2 separate regions of the Mus musculus genome follow, and region 1 is linked to region 2. The links are chromatin contacts, called in public capture Hi-C maps. All regions are on one chromosome and are shown on one strand. Each heading gives the region's core, a stretch centred on a gene start, on an enhancer-like site or on the middle of the called end of the contact. The rest is flanking DNA. Distances are from core to core; before and after follow the strand shown. Region 1 overlaps Gm42089 (a long non-coding RNA gene). Region 2 overlaps Pctp (phosphatidylcholine transfer protein).

What was found. Capture Hi-C pulls out chosen DNA fragments and counts their contacts.
Region 1: a contact with region 2 is called in a capture Hi-C map of bone marrow-derived macrophages, with 8 times the contacts expected there. The contact joins two enhancer-like sites. A contact is called at or near these places in 3 of 484 Hi-C or Micro-C datasets (the C10 cell line and bone marrow-derived macrophages), 3 of 115 datasets of contacts at active chromatin or transcription factors (bone marrow-derived macrophages and microglia) and 1 of 9 other capture datasets (bone marrow-derived macrophages).

What each region holds. Positions count from the first base shown.
Region 1 is chr11:90,218,864-90,221,833 of GRCm38.p6, forward strand. All of the region lies in intron 1 of Gm42089 (a long non-coding RNA gene), which reads right to left. Among named protein-coding and RNA genes, the nearest start is that of Gm42089, 5.2 kb to the right of the region's middle. Within about 2 kb of position 1,603, at least 35 of the 459 cell types and tissues checked have an H3K27ac peak or open chromatin away from gene starts, as enhancers often do. A contact at or near this core is called in bone marrow-derived macrophages, where this site is marked.
Region 2 is chr11:89,984,704-89,987,810 of GRCm38.p6, forward strand. It overlaps Pctp (phosphatidylcholine transfer protein), which reads right to left. Exons shown (of 6, transcript NM_008796.3): 4 at 2,493-2,664; 5 at 1,390-1,457; 6 at 1-53. Among named protein-coding and RNA genes, the nearest start is that of Pctp, 17 kb to the right of the region's middle. Within about 2 kb of position 1,273, at least 71 of the 459 cell types and tissues checked have an H3K27ac peak or open chromatin away from gene starts, as enhancers often do. A contact at or near this core is called in bone marrow-derived macrophages, where this site is marked.

The sequences.
Region 1 (2,970 bases), core at 353-2,852, 230 kb after region 2:
CGTAGGAATTACTGAATTAGATGGGAACAGCGGCATGCAAAAATCCTTAAAGACATATCATGACACTGTTGAAAAAAAAAAAGAATGAAAAACCATCTCACAACATGGGGACCTAAACAACACACACCACCAAGTACTATAAATCCCCTGAGAGTCTTACTTCGGTGTCCCTACTATGTGATTTTTGGCAATGACCACAACAGCCACAGGGGTATCTGTGGTATCTTTTCAAAGAGTGATTAGAACTCAGTATCAAAACACTTTCCAAAGGTCACAGCTTTTGACTGATCATGTCTTCATTTAGCAACTTATTCCAAAGAGCATTCACGAGATATTCCTCCAAGCAATCTATTGCAGGGTTTGTTCCAGTAATGAATGACTAGAAGTTACCTTATAGTCACACGTATAGATGGATCACGTGAATTACGGTACCTTTTCACAGCAGAGAGACAGCAGTTGGTAATTATATAGTATAGAAACTCAGTTACCACAGAGTAGATTGTGAAACTTTGAGATTCAATTCTTGCTAGTCAGTTGTCCATCACTGTAACCGTTACTTGGGGGCGGGGGGGGGGTCAGGATTGAAAAGATGAAACATTTCTTTGGATTCAGTTTCAGAGACTTCAGTTCCTGAAAAGGAAGCTTCATTAACATTAACCTCCCTGTCTCTTCTCCCTTTCTTCTGAGGATCTCTACTAATCGTGTGTGTGTCTGTGTGTGTGTGTGTGTGTGTGTGTGTGTGTGTGTGTGTGTGAAGTTTCTACGTGCGGGTCGAGTTCACACATATGTGTGCAAGAATGAAGGAATTCAGAAGGCATCAGATTTCCTGGAGCTGCAGTTACAGGTTGTTGTTAGCCATGTAACATGAGTGCTAAGTTCCAAAGTCAGGTCCTCTGAAAGAGCAATACAAGCTCTATTAATGTCTAAGCTATCTCCCTACCCCCTAAACCAGTGGCTTTCAACCTTCTGAATGCTACAACCCTTTAATACAGTCCCTCACGTTGGGGGATGCCTGTCCAACCACAAAATTATTTTCAGTGCTACTTCATAGCTGTAATTTTGCTACTGTAATGGATCAAAATGTAAATATCTTTATTTTCTGATGGTCTTAGACAATCCCCGTGCAAGGGTATCCAATCCCCAAAGGGGTCTCAACCATGGGTTGAGAACCTCTGCAAAACCATCTTACTGAATAGGACTGTTACAAAAATTCTTACTAAATGCTCAATGCCAGATTCCTTAGAAAGTAACTTCTGCATCTGGCAACAGCTGCATGGATAACATCAGTTTCTAGGGTCCTTTCTGCAAGAGAAAAGAGGAAGGAGTTGAGCGAGGCTCTAATTTTACCCAGCTGTCAATCCTGACATCCATGCAGACGGAGCTGATAGAGTCACAATCTCTCCAAAGGCTCTAGTTTCTTCCGAGTGTTGATAGCTTTAGGGGTTTCTCATTTGGGGGCCACCTCAATTTACTTGTAACCTCTCTGAGCTTGCTGCCCCTTCCCCCAGGCCCCTCCTGTTCTCTCCTTAGCCTCTCCTGCCTCTCTGCTCTAACCACTGGGATTGCATCAGAGTCCATCTGGATCACCTACAGTCAGCTCCCGTCATCAGTGCTTCGATGAATCATATCATTTGCTATTGGAAGCATCGTGTCCCTCAATCTGCCTCTACACAGAGTAACACTGACATTTTCTAAGCACTAGGATGCAGCTGTACCTTTTAGGTGACAGAGGATGCATGTACCAGTTAAAGCCTTACCCTAAGTAACCCCTCAGACTATTTTCAATTTTCTTTCTTCTTCTCTCCGAGGTCCCCAGGTAGTCTGATTTTATTCCCTTCCCCTTTTCTTGGTTGTACCCCGTTTAGAACTTTGTAATGAGTGGGGCTCCCAATGGAAACTTCTGGAAATCCTTTTAATAAGGGTATCTCAGTGGTTTTCCTTACAACTCAGTTTGGAAAGTCAGCTGGACATCAGCTGGCTTTAAAAGCAACAAAAGGCTCCCAGCTAGAGGCAAAGTGTTCAGTCCCTACTCCACACTAACCTCTTTTTTTTTTTTTTTTTTTTACAACCCTGGCTAGGCAGTTTCCTCCAGCTGACTCTGCATTCTCTTCCCAAAGAGAAGGGCTCAGAAGATGTTTCTAGACGCCCTGTGCTACTTGGCTTCTGCAGGAAGAGTTAAAGATTAAATAGATTCTTTGTCCTCAAGAGCCTTTGAGATACTTCTTTTAAGTTATGGGGGGAAATACAGCCTTTCGCTCTGCCCTACTGAATTTGGAAGGAAGCATCTGCTCTGGAAAGAAGAAAGGGATCGAAAGGAGATAAGAATCTTCATTTTCCAGTCCCAGTGGCCCAGATCTGAACACTTGAGGCTTTTGCAACCAGGAGAATCAAGTTTCAAAGATCTCTATCTTTGCTCTAAGCTCTATTGCTGTTTTGGAAAAAGTAGATCTTTTGGCTAACAAAGATTCTTTGACCCAGCAACATATGGAAACTGGATATCTGTTTCTCTCCTCTACCCAGATCCCCAAACTCTCCTACTGATCTACAGAAAAAAATCCCTTCCATACATCATTGTCAGGGCTAGGGTATGCATTGCAGAGATCATAACAAAGAAATCAGAGAAAAAAAAAAAAACAGGGAAGAGGAAGAGAATTATCTTGCCTTCAAAATCACATTCCCTTCCTTAAGCCTTCAGAGCAATATTTGAACTTTTATAGTTGAGCCCTTTGCATATATTCAGCCTTTCTGTAATTACCCTGTCGTCATAACTCTGTGAAATAAACATTATAATCCCCCCTTTAAAGGTATGGAGGCAAAAGATAGCTCTCTGATTGGACCCATCATGAAAACTACAAGGTGATCATACACATTCCAGTGAAAGAAGAGGCTGAAGTTGAAAAGAAGATTAAAAGTCCCAGTGTCTCAGCAGATATCTACCGAGGGCTATCTCTTGCCTCCATACCTTTAAAG
Region 2 (3,107 bases), core at 23-2,522:
TGGTAGTTCTGACACGCTTTCACCATGTCCTTCAAAAAGTTTGGAACTCCATTCTGCAAAAGAAAAGACTATGTTTCTATGTATCCTTCATTCTCTGGAGTGTGGCAGAGAAAAACAATGGGTTTGGGGGGTAATCAAAGACAATGGGGCCCCTGATCCAATTTCAACATGACGCTGTCACAGAAAACGGCAGAAGGCAAGACCCAGAGCAGACAGACTTGAAAGGCTTGAAAGACAGGGCCTTCGAGTTGACTTCTGCTAATAAAAACTACAGAGCTCCTTTTGAAATTATTATTAATTAAAAAGGAAGGGAGGCTAGGACTAGGGCTCAGCCTAAAAGCACATGCTTTTCCTGTGATGAATCTGAGGTCAGGTCCCAGCACCTATGTCAGATAGCTCACAGCCACCTGTCACTCCAGCTCCAGGGCCAACTGGACCCTCCAGACACATATGCACACATCCCCATCCACATATGCATATAATTTCTTAAAAATATTTTTTTAAAAAGGAAAGAAAAAATTAAAACAAAACAAAAGACTGGAACAAAGTAAATCAAGAGTCGGAATTAGATTGCTGGATACTTCCTTAAAGAAGTGGAAGGGCTTGTCTTACTGTTTTAAAAAAAATAGTGTTTGTGGTTAGGGGATGGGATATGTTGTACAGTGTCAAGCACTGTGCATGACTTTGCAAAAATGCTGTTTCACTGACTTCATCTCCATGCAGGGGGCATTATTCATCTTCAGTTTTTGAAAAAAAAAAAAAAAAGGAAGTTGGACTTCCCTGACTAACAGAAAACAGTCAGTAACAGAGCCCAGGTTCAGAATTGCATCTGTTTGCCTCTGACACCTATAGGCATTCTTACTTTCCCATGAGCCACTGGAGTTCACCACAGGACCTGCACAAAGCCTGCTGAATTGTCACAGTGATGCAGGACCCTAGGAGTGGCAGCCTATAGTGATCTGAGTCACTACCACTGTAACTTGGCCCGAGAGACTGAAAAACAGCAAAGACAACCGAACTAGAGGTTTCCTCTGAGCCAGGGAGGGTCTGCTTGTCTCTAAGCAAGGTCTGACTGTCTCATAAGCAGATACTGAAAACACTGGAGTCCCTGTAAGGGGCAGCCTTACGTCTGGAAGTTCCAGCGAGTAATCATGGAGGGTCCGTGGCTACCAGCAGGGAAGGGCTGACATTCTTGGCTAACAGAGTCTTTGTCCTATGTCTCAGCCTCCATCCTGGGTGTTGGCCACTCCAATAATCACCAAGTCACTCAACCGAGCTCTTCATAAAAGACTCTCGTTACCCTGGGACAATGCATCTTGTGACAACCCACAGGCTAAGTCAACATTTGTCAAATGCACACTCCCCACTGCCTAACTCCTGGGATCTCACCTTGGCTGCCCAGTTAATGAGCCAGGACGGAATTTGGCCACCCGGGTTATCAAAGTAGTACATGAAAACTAAAAGAGAAGAGAAGACAATTCAGGAGGAGTGGGGGGGGGGACACGGGGGCTAGAAAAATACAATAACAAAGCTCCGCAAAGCCGTCTTCCGACTGGGACCCAGACAGCGCAGAGGAAGGAGCACGTGAAATGCCCCGACCTGCCTTGCGGCTACTGACACAGGAGTACTGTTGAAAATGCAGCCAGGGAAACACTTGGCTGTGCTTTCTTAGACACCTGATGAACGCTAGACGTTTGCACATCATCGTTATCCAAACAGCCCCAAGGAACTGACGGTTAGCATACACGAGGAAATAAAGCTCAGAAAAATGAGAAGACAGACCTAACAAGCAGCAGACTTAGGGTTCGGATTTTGTGGGCCACATTCATGCCGGTATGGCAGATGCGGTTGCCCCGTTTTCCTTCTTGGAGACTGGAACTCGATGTTCTTAAGTCTCTGGCCTTGTGTGTGTGAAGGGCTGGATCCTCCAATCCACACCTGCCAATCCCCTAGCCCTGTCTAGGCTCGGTCCCTATAGCTACAGGGTAAGCCGGAAGCAACTCTTTCTAAACTCAAGGGTTTCAATGTTCTGATTTCATTTGGACAACAAAGAATGAATGGGTGGTGGGTGGGGCTGGAGAGTTGCCTCAGCTTTTAAGAGCCTGTATTGCTCTTAAGGAGGATCCTGGTTCAATTCCCAGCACCCACGTAGTGGCTGACAACCACCTGTAACTCTAGTCCCAGGAGATATGATGCCGTCTTCTGATCTCCACAAACATCAGGCAAGAAACGCATGTGGGCAAAACACACTAATGAACATGTAAGAATAAAATAAATAAATGTTAACAAGCAGAAGAGTGCACCGCATCAGACTGGAACATCTACACTGAGGCCTAGCCAATCTCTGATGTGGATCCAAACACTCCCACATGGCCACCTCACGTCTCCTTTGTTCCCGGGCCATGGTTACATTCACTGGATAAGCTTTTGCCTAAGCTGCCTCCTACTCAAATGGCACTGGCTTAGCTGCTGCCCTGCCCCGAAAGCTTTACCTCTGCTCCCCTTCTTGCCGTCACTCTCGATCGCCAGGCTCTGTTTGTACTGTTTCACTCGGATGACCCCAGACTTCTCGGGAAACTGAGGTGCCGAGATACTCTGGGCCAGGACCACGTAGATCTTCCTCCCGTCCACATCCAGGTCTCGGCGCTGGCGGGTGTAGACGTACTGCATAGCCAGTCAAGGCATGATGCCAGCGAAAGAGCAGCCCACACTGGTGGCAATGGAAGGTCTCTCTGCACCTTCCACGTAACAACTGGTCCCTTCTGCAGAATGCCCACTTTCCCTGCAGAGCTGAACCTCACAGTCAACGGTAATTCTCACTGGAGAGTGCCTGTTACCTGGCTGTGAGCAGATCCCCTGAATGCTTGGTTACACAAGGGTCACCTTCCTCCTTCTCCAGGAAGGCATCCTGAGAGCACTATTCACTTAGCTGTAATCATGGGGACGCTAATCAAACACTCTCAGGTCCACAGGCCGGGATGTTAGGGGCATTAGAGAAATCCAGGGGCAGAAAAACACTGGATAGAAATTGCATCAACCCATAGATATTGTCTCATCCGCAGCTGTCACCACAGACCTCTACCCATGGAAGGTGTCCTTGTCACAAC